Regions from separate parts of the Sus scrofa genome. Here regions 1 and 3 are each linked to region 2. A link is a contact called in public Hi-C data. All regions are on one chromosome and are shown on one strand. The core of a region is the stretch at or near the end of the contact, and the rest is flanking DNA. Distances in the headings are between cores, read along the strand shown.

What was found. Hi-C and Micro-C count contacts between places; a contact is called where the count stands out from the background.
Region 1: a contact with region 2 is called in a Hi-C map of skeletal muscle, with 3 times the contacts expected there. A contact is called at or near these places in 10 of 47 Hi-C or Micro-C datasets (brain, embryonic fibroblasts, epiblast stem cells and 6 more) and 1 of 2 datasets of targeted methods (skeletal muscle).
Region 3: a Hi-C map of heart right ventricle shows a contact between it and region 2, with 13 times the contacts expected there. A contact is called at or near these places in 6 of 47 Hi-C or Micro-C datasets (embryonic fibroblasts, fetal heart ventricle, fetal skeletal muscle and 3 more) and 1 of 2 datasets of targeted methods (skeletal muscle).

What each region holds. Positions count from the first base shown.
Region 1 is chr5:67,057,322-67,061,957 of Sscrofa11.1, reverse strand. It overlaps a transcript of TSPAN9 not described here. Among named protein-coding and RNA genes, the nearest start is that of TSPAN9, 65 kb to the right of the region's middle.
Region 2 is chr5:66,992,834-66,997,589 of Sscrofa11.1, reverse strand. TSPAN9 (tetraspanin 9) reads left to right here and starts at 2,839. Exons shown (of 7, transcript NM_001077226.1): 1 at 2,839-2,901. The coding sequence starts at 2,839.
Region 3 is chr5:67,033,819-67,038,531 of Sscrofa11.1, reverse strand. It overlaps a transcript of TSPAN9 not described here. Among named protein-coding and RNA genes, the nearest start is that of TSPAN9, 41 kb to the right of the region's middle.

The DNA of each region.
Region 1 (4,636 bases), core at 1,973-4,472, 64 kb before region 2:
TGCCAGTTTTCACAGGGCAGGAAACTGGCACTCATTGCAAGGCCAGGTAAATGGTCAAAGGTCACACATGAGGAGGTGACAGTGGGACTTGACTAAGCCTAGATTTGTGAGGCTGCAGTGTGTTCTTTGCATTGGTGGCAGCACATGGCCTGGTGGCTGAGAGCACTGGTGCCCTGCTCCCCTACTCACTCTGTGGCTGGGGGCCAGTTCCCTTCCTTCGCTAGCCTCAGTTTGTTCACCTGGAAATGGAGTGACAATAGCGTTGATGCTGGTGAAGCTGAGGGCATGGGGTGTGGTGCATGAGCAGGGAATGTGAGCCCCGGCTCCACACTCTCAGGTCCTAGCTCTGACCCCTTCTGGACAGGCCTTGGGTAGTTGGCATAGGGTATCCCATCCTTCCCAAAGTCCTCTCCATTTTTTAAACCTTTTTTGAAAAAATTGCAGTAAAATACACGTAACATAAACTTTGCCATTTTAACCATTTTAAAGTGTACCATTTGGAGTTCCTGTTGTGGCTCAGCAGGTTAAGAACCCAACTGTGAGGATTCGGGTTCAATCCCTGGCCTCCCTCAGTGGGTTAAGGATCTGGTGTTGCTGCAAGCTGTGGTGTAGGTCTCAGATGTGGCTCAGATCTGGTGTTGCTGTGGCTGTTGTGTGGGCTGGCAGCTGCAGCTCTGATTTGACCCAGGAACTTCCATATGCCGCAGGTGTGGCTTTAAAAAGGGAAAAAAAAGTGTACAACTGATGGGCATTGAGTACATTCACATTGTGCAACCATCAGCACTACCTAATTCCGTGACTCTTTCATTGCCCCCAAATAGAAACACTGCACCCCTTAGACATCATGCTTCCAGCCCCCAAACCCACCCCCTGGCAACCACTAATCTGATTTATGTCTTTGGGTTTACCCATTCTGAACATTTTGTGTAAATAAAATTATACAATATGTGGCCTTTTGTGTCTGGCTTTTTTCAATATTTAGCATAAGATTTTCAAGGTTCATCCATGTGGTAGCATGTATCAGCATTTCGTTTCTTTTTAGGGCTTAAATAATATTCCGTGGTATGTATAGACCATATTTTGTTTATCCCTGTATCTGCTGATGGACATTTGGGTTGTTTCCACCTTTTGACTGTTGTGAATAGAGCTGCTGAGAACGTTCATACACAGTGTTTGTTTGGACACCTGTTTTCAGTTCCTTTGGGGATTTACCTGGGAGTGGAATTGCTGGATCATATGGTAATTCTGTGTTTAACATTTCGAGGAGCTGCCAAACTGTATCCCGCCGTGGCTACGCCATTTTATATTCCCACCAGTAATGTATGAGGGTTCCAATTTCTCTACATCCTTGCCAACACTTGTTATTTTCCATTTAAAAAAAATTAAAAAAAAAAAAATTGACCGCCCTAGTGGGTGGGAGGTGGTAGCTCGTTGTACTTTTGATTTGCATTTCTCTGGTGACAAATGGCATTGAACATTCTCCTTCGGTTTTAACATCCCCACTTTCTCTTGACCCTCTTCTCAGGTCTTCCACCGTTCTGTTCAGGCTTTGCAGAAGGTGGCCTCGTTTGTCTAGACCGTGTTCAAAATGCTCAGATCCCAGGGCGGGCCTCCAGCTGGGCTGGGACCCGCCTGGTGTGGAGACCCCACTTCACTCCAGGTGCGCTGCTTTCTCTCACCCGGTCTCCTCCAGACGGCACCATCCTTAGCTCCCGCTCCTGGGGTCCCTCAGATTCTGATCCTTCCTCCCAGGTGGTCACAGTTGTTTCAGCCTCGTCAGGGCGAGGACAGATGCCTCCCTGCAGGCTGGCACAGAGCGCCTTATCACCTCTGGGCAGTTACTGATCCTCTGGGTCGTGACTGCCTCCAGCCTGCGTGTCCCCATCTTGTCCCCGGGACTATTCCCAGAGCCTTGTAAGAGCCTTGCTTCCTCAAGACCAGTCACCAGGTTCACACCAAGTGTGACTTGAAGGCGCCGTTTTGCATCTCCGGGGTGGGTTTACAGTTTCAGGCCTATTTCTGACCAAGGAATCAAAGACTGCCCCTCAGTGATGGAATTTCAGGCATGAATGAGCAGATGGAGGAGGTATTTTGGGGGGCAGAGAGTTTGTGCTCCAGAAACCACTCCAGCATCTGCCTCTGAGCAGGAGACCCCACCCATCCTGGAAAAGGACTGGGTGCGTTTCCTACGTCAGGGCCCTGTCTTGTGAGCCTGGGTCTGCCTCACCGGGCACTTTTCTTGCAAGTGCAGGGTGTGATTGTCTGCCAGTGGTCTGTTTGTGTAGAGTGTTTGCTTTAAAGTGATGACTTGATTATTACAGGAAAATTTGGTTGCCGCAAAAGACAAAATAACGTAAAAATAGTAGAGCAAAATCTGAGGGACCCTGTCTCCACACCCCTCCCCTGACCCAATGCCCTTCCCAGGGGCAACCACAGGTAAAACTTGGTGTGGATTCTGGATCCTTTCCAGTGCATTCATTTTTCTGATTTAAGGGCAGCTCGAAAATAAATGCCACCATCAGGCTGAGTTTATCAAACAAAATAGGTATGTGCTCCAGAATGATGCTTCTTAAAAGCTGGCAGCAGCTGGAGGCGAGATTGAATGAGGGTAATCAAGAAGGAAAGATTTTTTTTTTTTTTTTTTTTTGCTTTTTAGGGCCGAAACCGAGGCATATGTAGGTTCCCAGGCTAGGGGTCCAATTGGGGCTATAGCTGCCGGCCTACACTATAGCCAGAGCAATGCAGGATCTGAGCTGCCTCTGTGACCTACACCACAGCTCACGGCAATGCCGGATCCTTAACCCACTGAGCGAGGCCAGGGATTGAACCCGAAACCTCATAGTTCCTAGTCAGATTCATTTCTGCTGTGCCACAATGGGAACTCCCAAGAAGGAAATCTCCGATGAGGCTGGGGGGAGGATCTGGGGAGGCCAATACCACAAAAATGGATAGACCAAGGGTAGGAGAGGGGCCTGCCATTTATGTCGGCCATTGTCACACAGAGTAAGAGCCAGACAGCTGCCTGGGCCCAGTCCTGGCTCAATACCCAGTGCCTGTGTCCCTGAGTCTCCCTGGGTCTCTGTTTCCTCAATTATAAAACAGAATCAAGGAGTTTCCTGGTGGCTTAGTGGGTTAAGGATCTGGCATTGTCTCTGCTATGGCACTGGTCACTGCTGTGGGGCGGGCTTGACCCTTGGCTCAGGAATTTCCACATGCTGAGGTGTGGCCAGAAGAAAAACAAACACAAAACCCAGAGTCAACTCCTAGCTTGTTGCAAGGGGTTACTACTGAGACAGGCGTGCGGAAGGTGCAGTGTGAGGGGCGACTCGTGGGCCCTGCCAGGTGTCAGGCTCAGGGAATGCTTCCCTTCCTCAGCTTTGCCTGTGTCAGCTCAGCATCGGCCCCTGACCTTCCTCATCGGCCTTTCTCCCAGTGGCTAGAGCAGAGCTGAACAGGTCAAGTGCTAAAAATAGTGATCCTACTGCCAGCGCTGGGGCGTTGAGTGTGTTTTTACTGTATGAATGACTGGGTGATGGGTTGAGGGCCTCCCCTTCAGGGTGAGAGTACTGTGGGAACAGTCAGACTATTAGCTAGCTGTTACTGGTCATTGACACATGAGTGGGAATTAGCATCACAGATGTTTTTGACTTGAAAGGGACCCAAGAGATGATCCTTAATTGTACAGATGGGGAACTTTTAAGGATCTAGGAAGGAAGAGGCTTGCCCGGTGTGTCATGCAGCCAGTGAGGGGCCAGCGGAGGCTGAGCCCGGGTCTCCTGGTTCTCTCTGGTGCTCTACCCATCGACGGGAACACCCAGCCCAGTATCTGGATGTGCTTCCGCACCTCTGCTCAGGGTTGCTGCTTCTGGGGGGAGGGTTGCCTGTAGCAGGAGGCTCACAGTCAGACCAGCAGACAGAGGGGCCTTTTGGATGGATGGAAGGAGATCTAGAGACAGTGGTCCTGGGGCTTGGTGTGGAAGATTTGGGCCCCTGCATCTCCCAAGAGGGAAGGTGAGAAGCATTTGGGGCTCTGAGATTGGGTTTGTCCACACAGCTCTGTGGATGTGACCGCCGACTGAGAGCTGGGGCTGGATCTGGTGGGGAAGGTGGACGTATGATCCAGTGGTCGCAGTCCAGCGTGGGAGCACAGGGAGGGTAATGTGTGGTGTGGAAGAGCCGGCGACATCTGTACAGGCAGATGGTCTGTCTATAGCAGGGAGAAGAGGGAACAGCATGGGGAAAAGCGTGGTAAAGCCAGGACCTGCAGAGATGTATGTGACCGGAGTGGAGGCTGCTCAGGGGTCAGAGGAGGGGAGGAGAGGCCACACAGGAAGGTTCCCGTGGTCAGGGTTGACATCTTATTTGCATGCTCCTTCTCAGCACCTGGGCAGTGCCTTGCCCCAGAGTCGGAGCATCATTTTTCTTTCGCACATGGATGAGTGAACCATATTTCTTCTTTGATCCCTGGAGGAAAACCAACCAGCAAGCTTTTTTTTTTTTTAACTTTAACAATTTCTGGCATCCTCTGCTTTCTGCTTTGTTTAGCCTCTCATGACTGGTCACTACTCTTCGATCCAACATGCAGGGCTGACTACTGGTCACCAAGGCTTGCTGGTGGCCTTCTGGCCCGTTGCCT
Region 2 (4,756 bases), core at 1,590-4,089:
TTATAATAGAATTGAAAGTTGGACAATCCAGGACAGCGGGGAGGCTGTTCTCACTGAACAAGGTGTGAGCTGGGGAGAAGAGAGAGATGAGAAAAATTAGAAGGTGGAGGGAGCCTGGCTGACACCACATCCCCATCTGAGACTAGTAATGACAGCCACTGGTATTTACTCAGCACTCAGTGTCCTCAGATGGTTCTCACACAGGCTGGCTCACCTGACTCCTCCAGGGGGTGGGCTCTGGGAGCCTCACTTTAAAGAGAGAACGACCTTGCCCTGATCACACAGCTGAAAACTAAGCTCAAAAACAGATCTCCTGACTCTCAGTCCAACTGAGCAATGTTCTCTCCGCATCAAAAGGCAATGCTGTGAGAACAAGGTGGGAGCCACGAGCCCTCAGGAGCCGGTCCAGGCTGAAGAGGACAAGAGATGTTAGCCATTCCAGTCGTGGCAATGGGGTGTGCTGGGAGCCAGCCAGACATCTGCCCCTTATGTGTGCATAGCTTCTTCATGACTCCTATACCCAACCAGGGGGCAGCAAGGTGCCATGGTTGTGACACACACCGGGTTTCGCTGGGCTTTCGTTGCTGGGCTGCCATCTAGGTGGGGAAGGGGCTCAGAATAGTGGCACCACTGCAGATCCCTTTAGCAGCTGAGCTGTCCCCAGAATGAGCGCTGGGGCCCCTAGGATGCAGGCTTGCCTCCAGCAGCATGTGCTCTGCAGCACACCAGAAATGGGGGTCTGGTTGGAATGAGTGGTCCCCTCGGCCACAGCCTGTGGGGTAGTTCTGTTCCTGCCTATGACCTTGGTGACTAATGTCCTTCTGTCTTTGGGCTAGACCTCGTGTATCTGAAGGGCCGGCAGCGGCGCACCTCATGCCTGTTTCCGCAAGGGCTTGGCACGCGCGTGGCACAGAGCGGGTGTGGAGTAAATATGTTTGGGAGGACGTTTCATACTCTCACCCTGGAGGGCAGGATTCTTCCACCCAGGTGCCCTGCCTAGCGCCTCCCCGCGGCTGAGCGCAGTGTTAGGTGCTGGGATACAGCGCCAGGAAAGACGGGGCGCTGCTCTGGGGTGCTCTCAAAACCCTCTCGCTGGTGGCAGAAGAGAGGTGTCCCCACTCTCTAGTCTTTTTATTTGTCAACAGGGCAGTGCAGACTTCTGCACAAGGTGATGTTTCGAGTTAGGAAGAAGGGCTCCTGGATGCTCCCAAGCCCCTAGCAAGAGCATTCTTGGTTCTGGGTCCTGGCCAGCCCTTCCGTGCCGGCAGCCCTTCCGGGCCGGCATCCCGGAGCACTCCGAAAGCACCCTTGAAAAGGCAGGATTCGAGCGGCAAGGCAGGGCTCTACCAGGGCCACCTACTCTTCTTAGCTGGGTGGGGGTCCTGCCCCGAGCGTCGGGCAGTGGTGGAGGGGAAGGGGAACTTGCGCAGCTGCAGGAGCCTCTGGAGCCGCGTGTGCGCGCGCGCGTGCGCGGAGGGGGCGGGGCGGGCGGCGCGGCGCTTGTCGCGAGCGCCTTTCCCGCACCTCGCGCCACCCCTGCGGTCCCCTTTCCCCGCGCGCCCTAGCCAGACCCACGTGTGCAGAGGCGCGCGCCTGTGTGTGTGTATCCGGCAGGCCGTGTGCCCGGTTCGGACAGGCCCCATGGGCACAGGGGGCGGCAGCCAGCTCGACAGTGGCGGCGCCTCTTTCCCCTCCAAACCTCCTCAGCCCTTTCCTCCGGCTTCCTTGGGTCGTGGTTCCCCCGGCCAATCCCCTCCCTCTCGCCCCCTTCGTTCCCCTGAAAGAGGCCAGCGCCTTGCGATGAAGATTCTGGTTCACCCGGACTCCCGAGCCCTTGACATTTAGGGAGCCTCGCGGCGCACTGGTGTAGGCACCAGGCAGAACGCTAATCCCATTAAAGCTGTGGTGTCATCCGGGAGGGAGGCTGCCCCCCGCAGGCCTCACGCTCATTGGCCTAATGCAAACCAAGGGGCGGAGCCGAAGGCCGGGGAGGGGGCTCCGGCGATTTCGGAGTCGGAGTCGGGAGTCGGGCCGGGATTTCGCAGGGGAAGCCCAGCGGTTGCAGCTGCGGCGGATCCCTCGGCACTGCCCGCCGCGCGCCGGGGCAGCCCAGGGCCGAGGCAGCTCCGCAAAGTCGCGGGGCGAGAGGAGGCGGGCGCCGGCAAAGTGGCCGGACCGGGCCGGGGTGGGAGAGGTGTGCCCGGGAGCCTGGAGCCCAGCGCCCTGGTGCCTCGCGTGGAGCGGCCGTGCGCCCCGGAGGCGAGCTGACGCTCCGGAACGAGAAATCAAATAGCAGCCTCCCCAAAGACGCTAAGTTACGCAGGCCAGCCTGTTCCCGGGAGCGCGCGTGGAGCCGCACCGCAGAATCCTCCCGGGCCGGCCGTCCGGGAGCCCAGCGCCTGACCCCGAGCGCGGGGCTCGACCGGCGGTGCGCCCCGAGACTGAGCGAGGGCGTGCAAGGCTCCTCCGACCCGCCCGCAGCCTGTGCCCGACTCGGGCGCCCCCTCTGTCCCACTCCGGGAGCGATGCCCCCCGCCCCCTGCGCCCCCCGGGAGCGACACGAGCATGGAGAAGTCGAGTAGTGAGGATTCTTCGATCCATCGGAGTCCATCTTTGGACAGCAAGGACTCAGACTTTGCCAAGCCGTCCACCTCGGGCCGCCCGTTCGGCCGCGGCTTCACTGCCGGCGCTTTCTATGGCACCGCGGGCTCCCGCGGCCAGAGCCGCGCTGAGGCTGGTGTGAAGACCGACAAGTACAATGCACCCAAAGGCAGCAAGTACGTGGTGTTTTACCTGGACCTGTCCTTTGTTTTCCTCCTAGAATTTAAGAAGTGCAACATGGCCAGGGGCTGCCTCTGCTGCTTGAAGTACATGATGTTCCTCTTCAATTTGATATTCTGGGTAAGTCCTTGCGTGTATCTCTCCTTTGCCTCCTCTCTTCTTTGCTTAAGCGCGTACCCTCTTTCTCTTTGGAGCTGCATTGCTCTGCTCTCTGCACAACGGTAAGTGGGGTTTTAAAAACCGGTTTCCTCCCTCTTTCACGCATGTGCCTCTTCCTCTCTCTCTCTCCTTCCTGGCTGAATGGAGGCTGCAACTTGCCTGTCTTCCAGGAGAGACTTGCTCTACTCCTAGCAGGCTGCTGAAGTTTGCAGCCACCACCTCCTATAAGACACACGTATGCCAAGTGGCTGGCTCCAAACCAGGTCATCTGCAGAAGTAGGTGTGGGTCGGAATTTTTAACAACTGTGACCTTGAGTTGAATTCAGGCAGAAGTGGGGATGGTTTTCTGACTTTCTTCCTGTATTCCTCCTGAATATGCAAGAACACTGTCTGCAGCATTTTATGGACACGAGATGGGGGAGTGGTAGAGGTCACTCCGATCCCTTCCGTGAATCCCAGGAAAAGGAGGAGGAGCCCCTGCCCCAGGGACTGGCTTCCTGGCCTGCAGATATGCCCCCAGTTAGGGCTTGTGTGGAGAGGGTGGGTGTGTGTGTGGGAGGGATGCTGCCATCGAGTGGTGGCAGCTGCTTTTGAGGGATTGCAGTGGACTGGGCAGCGAGCAGGCTGGCCATGTGCTCCCACCATGGAACGCCAGCCCTGCCAGGCTCCAGGAGCTCCAGGGGCTGGAAGGGACAAAGGGAGTGCCCCCATCCTTGGTAAGAGGACATGTTCAAGAGAAAGTGTCAGTGGGTGGGGCAACTTGGAATCGTTCTCGGTCCCCTTTACTTGGAGGCCTTGTCTGTGTGCATGTGGGCGTGAGAAATACTAGTTAGGCAAATCTGAAAACTCCTTAAATTCATATCTAATTGTCCCTTCATCCCGACTTGTGCCTCTGCCTTTCTTCAGCAGAGCCCAGACCAAGTCAGCACAGATGTTTGGCTCTGCCCCAGCGCTGTCCTCCTGCTTCTGGAGGCTGTCAGCTGCCCATGTCCGGGAGGAGCCCTGGGGCAGGAGAGTCCCTCGCAGTGCATTGGGGTGGAGCGCAGTGCAGTGGGGTGGAGCGGCGTGCTTTGGTGTTCGGCATTTGTGTGAACTGACTCACTCTAATTGAAAAACTTTCTTGGGTGTGTTTGGTGGGTGGCTTGTCCCATAGAAGGGGAGAGCTCAGGGCTGGGAGGGAAGAAGACAGGCTCTGGCCCTGGTTCTATCTGGGCTTTTCGTGTGACCTTGGGCAAGTCACTTTATCCCTTAGGGTTTCCTTTCCAGTCCACTGGGGGGGGGGGGTTGTGTGTCGTGATAGTCTCCCTTATATCCTTACCTCATTAGTTAGGGGACATCCTGCATCCTTGTCTTCTCTCTGGGGTGTTCCCAGGGTCCCTCCCACCTCCACCCCTTCCCTTCTCTTCTGAGGAGACTGGTCTCTGTTTTAGTTGGGTTTCCCCAGATGCCTTCATGGTCTGGGGCCCTCCAGACACTGCTGGTGAGATGTTACCTGCCCTGTGCTGAGGGTTTTGTGGAAACTGGAGCAGAACCATTGGAATGTCAAGAATGATTTTATGGCTGCCTTTGGGCAAGTGCTCCTGGTCCTCTGGCTCATTTACCAGCGTCAGGGTCAGCCAAGCGCTGGTGTGTATTTCTCTGGTGCCTGTGGATTTCCATGAGTGCGGCCCATTCACTGTGCACAGTCTCTGTCTCTGTCCTTGATAACAATCCCCACCTACCTTTCGACCTTTCTGCCTTGCCCCACTCTTACTAGGAAGACCCTCCTGGGCTGCTTAGTGCCCTGGCCAGTGCCTCCCATGCAGCCGCACTCCTC
Region 3 (4,713 bases), core at 927-3,426, 42 kb before region 2:
GAGGACTTACTCTCTGTACGTCGTCCGGTCAGAGACCAGATGGGGGCATCCATCTGTCTGTCTGTCTTTGTCCGTCCTGAGCAGGAGACCAGGTCTTGGTTTCCAGGCCTCTGGCAAGGCCTTTGAGAAGAGCTGGGTCTGGATGTGCCAGCCTGACGCGGTTGGGGATCAGGGTTAGGCAGGTGCTGGGTGAACTGCCTCTCCTGTGTTTGCCACCCGTAGAGGGAGGGCTTGTCCCCTGGGCAGTGAGCAGGTGTTGGCTGTGGGAGGATCGCCGGCCCCCTGCCCTGCCGAGAGATGTGCAGAGACGATGGAGGGGGGGTCTGTGTGAGAGGTTTTTGAACTCCTCAGGAAGAAGGGCTTGACGATGCTGGCATCGCTTCCTGCTTCTCCAGGTGACAGCCCTGACGTACGAGCTAGTGATACTTAAGAAATACGACTTGCTGGGGAAGTAAACACCCTGTGTTATTTATTATTTATTGAAAAAACAAAGCTTCCTTCAGCTGGGAGGTTTCAGATCACTGACAACGTCAAGTCCAATTTTCCTCTGTTAATAACAGGTCGGTGTCCTTCCTGGTGCTGGGAGCCCAGGATGTTTCTGGGTGCTCCTCTGGTGGGAGTGGCTGCTGAGAGGATGAGAGTCAAGGTTGTGGGGGTGCCGGAGCCCAGAGCCTGCTGTGGACACAGTGCTGGGCACTCTACCGGAACTCTGCCTCTCTCGTGTGATCCCCTGCAGGGCTGGGGGGCATGATCAGGATGGGGTTCCAAGGGGGGCGCCCTCCATCTTCCAAGAGGACAGACCTCCGGCATTTGGAATCAGGATGATAGGGCTTTGCCTCTAAGCCTCTAGTGGAATCTGGGGACCGAGAGCATCGTGAGCTTGGGACCGTGGGTTAGCAGTGGAGGAGGGGTTGGACCAGTGGGGAGAACTTTCTGGAGGAGAGGGGCCCTGGTTGAGGGGAGGCTTAGCTGACTGAGGCCACCATATCTTGACCTGGAGTAATTGCAGTGCAGTCGCCCCTTGGTATCCAAGGCGGGGGGGATCGGTTCTAGGACTCCCCAGATAGCCAGGTGCATTTTATAAGAGTCCCGTATATAAAGCAGTACACTATTTTCGTGTAACCTATGCACACCCTTCTGTACACTTCAAATCATTTCTAGATCACTTATAATACCTGATACAATGAAAATGCTATGTAAATCGTGGCCAGCATGTGGCAAATCCAAGTTCTGCTTTTTTGGAGCTTTCTAGAATTTTTTCTTGAATATTTTTGATCTGAGGCAGATTGAATCCTGCAGATACTGAGGGCCAATAGTATTGATAAAAGCGATAATCTTGCCATTAATGACTGTGAGTTTTCCCCGCTGAGCCTCATAGCAAGCAGGTGAGGGAGGGGAGAGCAGGGTTACTTCTATGTAATTCACTTAAGTGTGGTAGAGCTTAAGAATGTGGGTTTTGGAGTTCCTGTTGTGGCTCGGCAGAAATGAATCCGAAATAGAATCCATGAGGATGTGGGTTTGATCCCTGGCCCCATTCAGTGGGTTAAGGATCTGGCGTTGCCATGAGCCGTGGTGTAGGTCACAGAAGCAGCTTTGATCCCGCTTTGTTGTGGCTGTGGCTGGCAGATGCAGCTTTAATTCGACCCCTAGCCTGGGAATTTCCATATGCCATGGGTGCAGCCCTAAAAGAAAGAAAAAAGAAAGAAAAAGAAAGAAAGAAAGAAAGGAAGAAAGAAAGAAAGAAAGAGAAAGAAGGAAAGAAAGAAAGAGAGAGAAAGAAAGAGAGAGAAAGAAAGAAAGGGTTTGAAGCTAGATGAATAGTTTTCTGACCTTGACTAACCTGTTTAGCATCTGGACCTCAGGTTTTCCACCTGTAAAACGGGAAAACTAATACTTCCTTCACAGAGTGTTTTGTAAAGGATAAACACCTAAAATAGTCCCTGGAACATAGTAAACTCTGAATAATCGATATTAGCTGCTAATGTCATCAGCGTAGCCCAAGAAACAAGGCCTGGAAAGGCCTTGTCTTACTCAAGGTCATGGAGATTGTGAGGGAAGAGTGGGGACTTGACCCAAGGTCTCCCGACCTCTTATGCTGTGTCCTCTGTTGTCTGAGAACGGGGCCCTCCCTTCCCCCTCCACGATGAGATGGATGCTTGGCAGACATCGGCGGGCAGGCGCCGCGGCAGTCCAGGAGGCGTGGATGCCTAAATTGAGAGTTACGGCCTGTGTCCCCAGATATGATTATAGGGTGCTGACAGAGCAGCTCACCCCGATGAAAACGGTGAGCAGAAACGTACCAGGGCTTTTGTTCACCAAATAACTCCATTGTCTCTCCCCTTCCCCCTACCCCCCCCCCTTTACCTCCTGAAAAAATAAAAGGCATGGAAAAGATGAAGGGCTGTCAGCACCGGATCACAACACAGGCTCCAGGAGTTGGCGGCTTTTCAGTGCCTGCAGAGTTCCCTCCTCTTCTTGCTCCCCTCAACTCTTTTTTTTTTCTTTTTTTTCTTTTTTTCTTTTTAGGGCTGCACCCATGGCATATGGAGATTCCCAGGCTAGGGGTCAAATCAGACCTACAGCTGCCGGCCAAACCACAGCTCATGGCAACCCTGGATCCTTAACCCACTGACCGAGGCCAGGGATCAAACCCACAACCTCATGGTTCCTAGTCAGATTTGTTTCTGCTGCGCCACGATGGGAACACCCCTCCTGTCAACTTCTTGCTTTCTTAAACTTAAGATAAATCTGAGGGTGCCCTTAGCAGCCGGGAGCATCCCAGTTCCAGATCCCATTGGGTTTTTCCTTGGGCTCTCTTTGTCTCCATCCTCCTGTCCTGTGAATGCCTCGTGCAGGAGCCAGTGAAGTGGCCATCAGCCATCCACTGGCTGTGGACAAGCCGTCTTTCCCTAGGTGATGTCTCACTCCTGCTCAGAACCTTCTGCAGCTCAGTTACTGTTTCAGGCCTGTGCTTCAGAGCATAGCGTGCAAGGCTCTCCCAAATCTGCCCTCAGCACACCTTTGCTGGGCGTCCCCTGCTGCTTTTGGAACAAAGCATATGCTTCCGCCGCTCTGGCCAGCTTGCTGTTTCCTGACCAGGCCTGAAAATTACCTGCCTTTGGTCACGCAGTTCCTTTGGCTTGGAAAGCCCTCACCCGGTGGAATCGGGCCCATGCTTCAAGGATTAGCTGAAGTGCCAACTCTTCTGTAAGCTACATCTTTCTTGGGAACATGCTCCTCTCGCCTGGCGCACGACAGATACGGAATTAATATTGGACTCGCTCATGGACTCTGCTTGTCACTGCAGGTTCTCTTCCAGGGCCCCCTCAGAGCTTTACTGTCTGCCCCCATTTTCCACAAGCTGTGGAACAGTATTTACTCCTTAATTGCCCATGACCTAAGTTCTTAGGCATTTTTCTCTAAGTTTAAATTTCTCTTACTCTTCCCATCATTATCTGTTCAGTTCATGAGTCCTGGAGGCTAAAATGGCAGGAGGGTGTAGGAGAAGGAGACTTCGACCTGCAGCAGAAGCCGTGAGTTCTGCTTCCCGCTCTGCCTCTGACCAGCTGGGATTTGGGGCAAGTAGCTCTCTTCTCTGGGCCCCAGTTCCCCATTTGTAAAACAAGGGGTTGGATTAGCTGATCTCTAGCTTTCATGGAGGGATTTTAAAACATAGTTGTATTGAGATGTAATTCCCATAACATTCTTCCATTGCTGTGGACTGAGTTGTGTCTCTTCCAAATTCATGTATTGAAGGCCTAACCCCTTGTACCTCAGAAGGTGGCTGCGTTTGGAAATAGGCTCTTTAAAGAGGTGACTAAGGTTAGTGAGGTCATGCAGGTGGGCCCCAACCCAGTACAACTGGTGTTCTCTGAGATGAGGCGATTAGGACAAAGACACACCCAGAGGAAGAACCTTGTGAAGAAGCATGGAGAAGATGGCCATCAGCAAGCCAAGGACAGGGGCCCCAGGATGAAACCAAACCTGCTAACACCTTGGTCTTGGGTTTCTAGGCTCCAGAGTCAGGAGAAAATAGGTTGCTTTTGTTGAAGCCGCCCAGTCTGTCGTTCTTTGTTTTGGCAGCCCAAGCAGACTAATCTACCCATTTCCCATACAACTCGATGGCTTTTAATATGTTCGCAGAGTTGCTCAACAATCGCCACAATCTATTTTTGAGCATTTAATCACCCCCTAAAGAACCTCTATGACTGTTAGTAGTCACTCCTCATTTCTCCCCCACTTTTACCCCACATCCAGCCCTGGGCGACCACTAATCTATGTTCTGTCTCCATGAACTTACCTATTTTGGATATATTTTGGTAAGTGGAATCCTACAGTCTGGGGTGTTTTGTGACTGGCTTCTTTTGCTTAGCATGGTGTTTCCAGGTCCATGCCTGCTGTGGCAGGTACATCGTACCCAAGTCGTTTTCGCCACTCAACTGTGATTCATTGTTTGGGTATGCCACCTTTTATGTATCCATTCAACACTTGATGGATGTTTGGGTTACTTCAGATTTTTGGCTATTATGAATAATGCTGCAGTGAGCATTTGTGTACGAGCTTCTGTGTGGACATTTTATCCTTTTTCATGGTTATATACCTGGGAGAGGAATTACTGGGTCATATGGTAACTCTATGTTTTACTTTTTGAGGAACCACCAAACTGTTTTCCAAAGCAGCTTTCACCATTTTACCTTCCCACCAGTGGTGTGT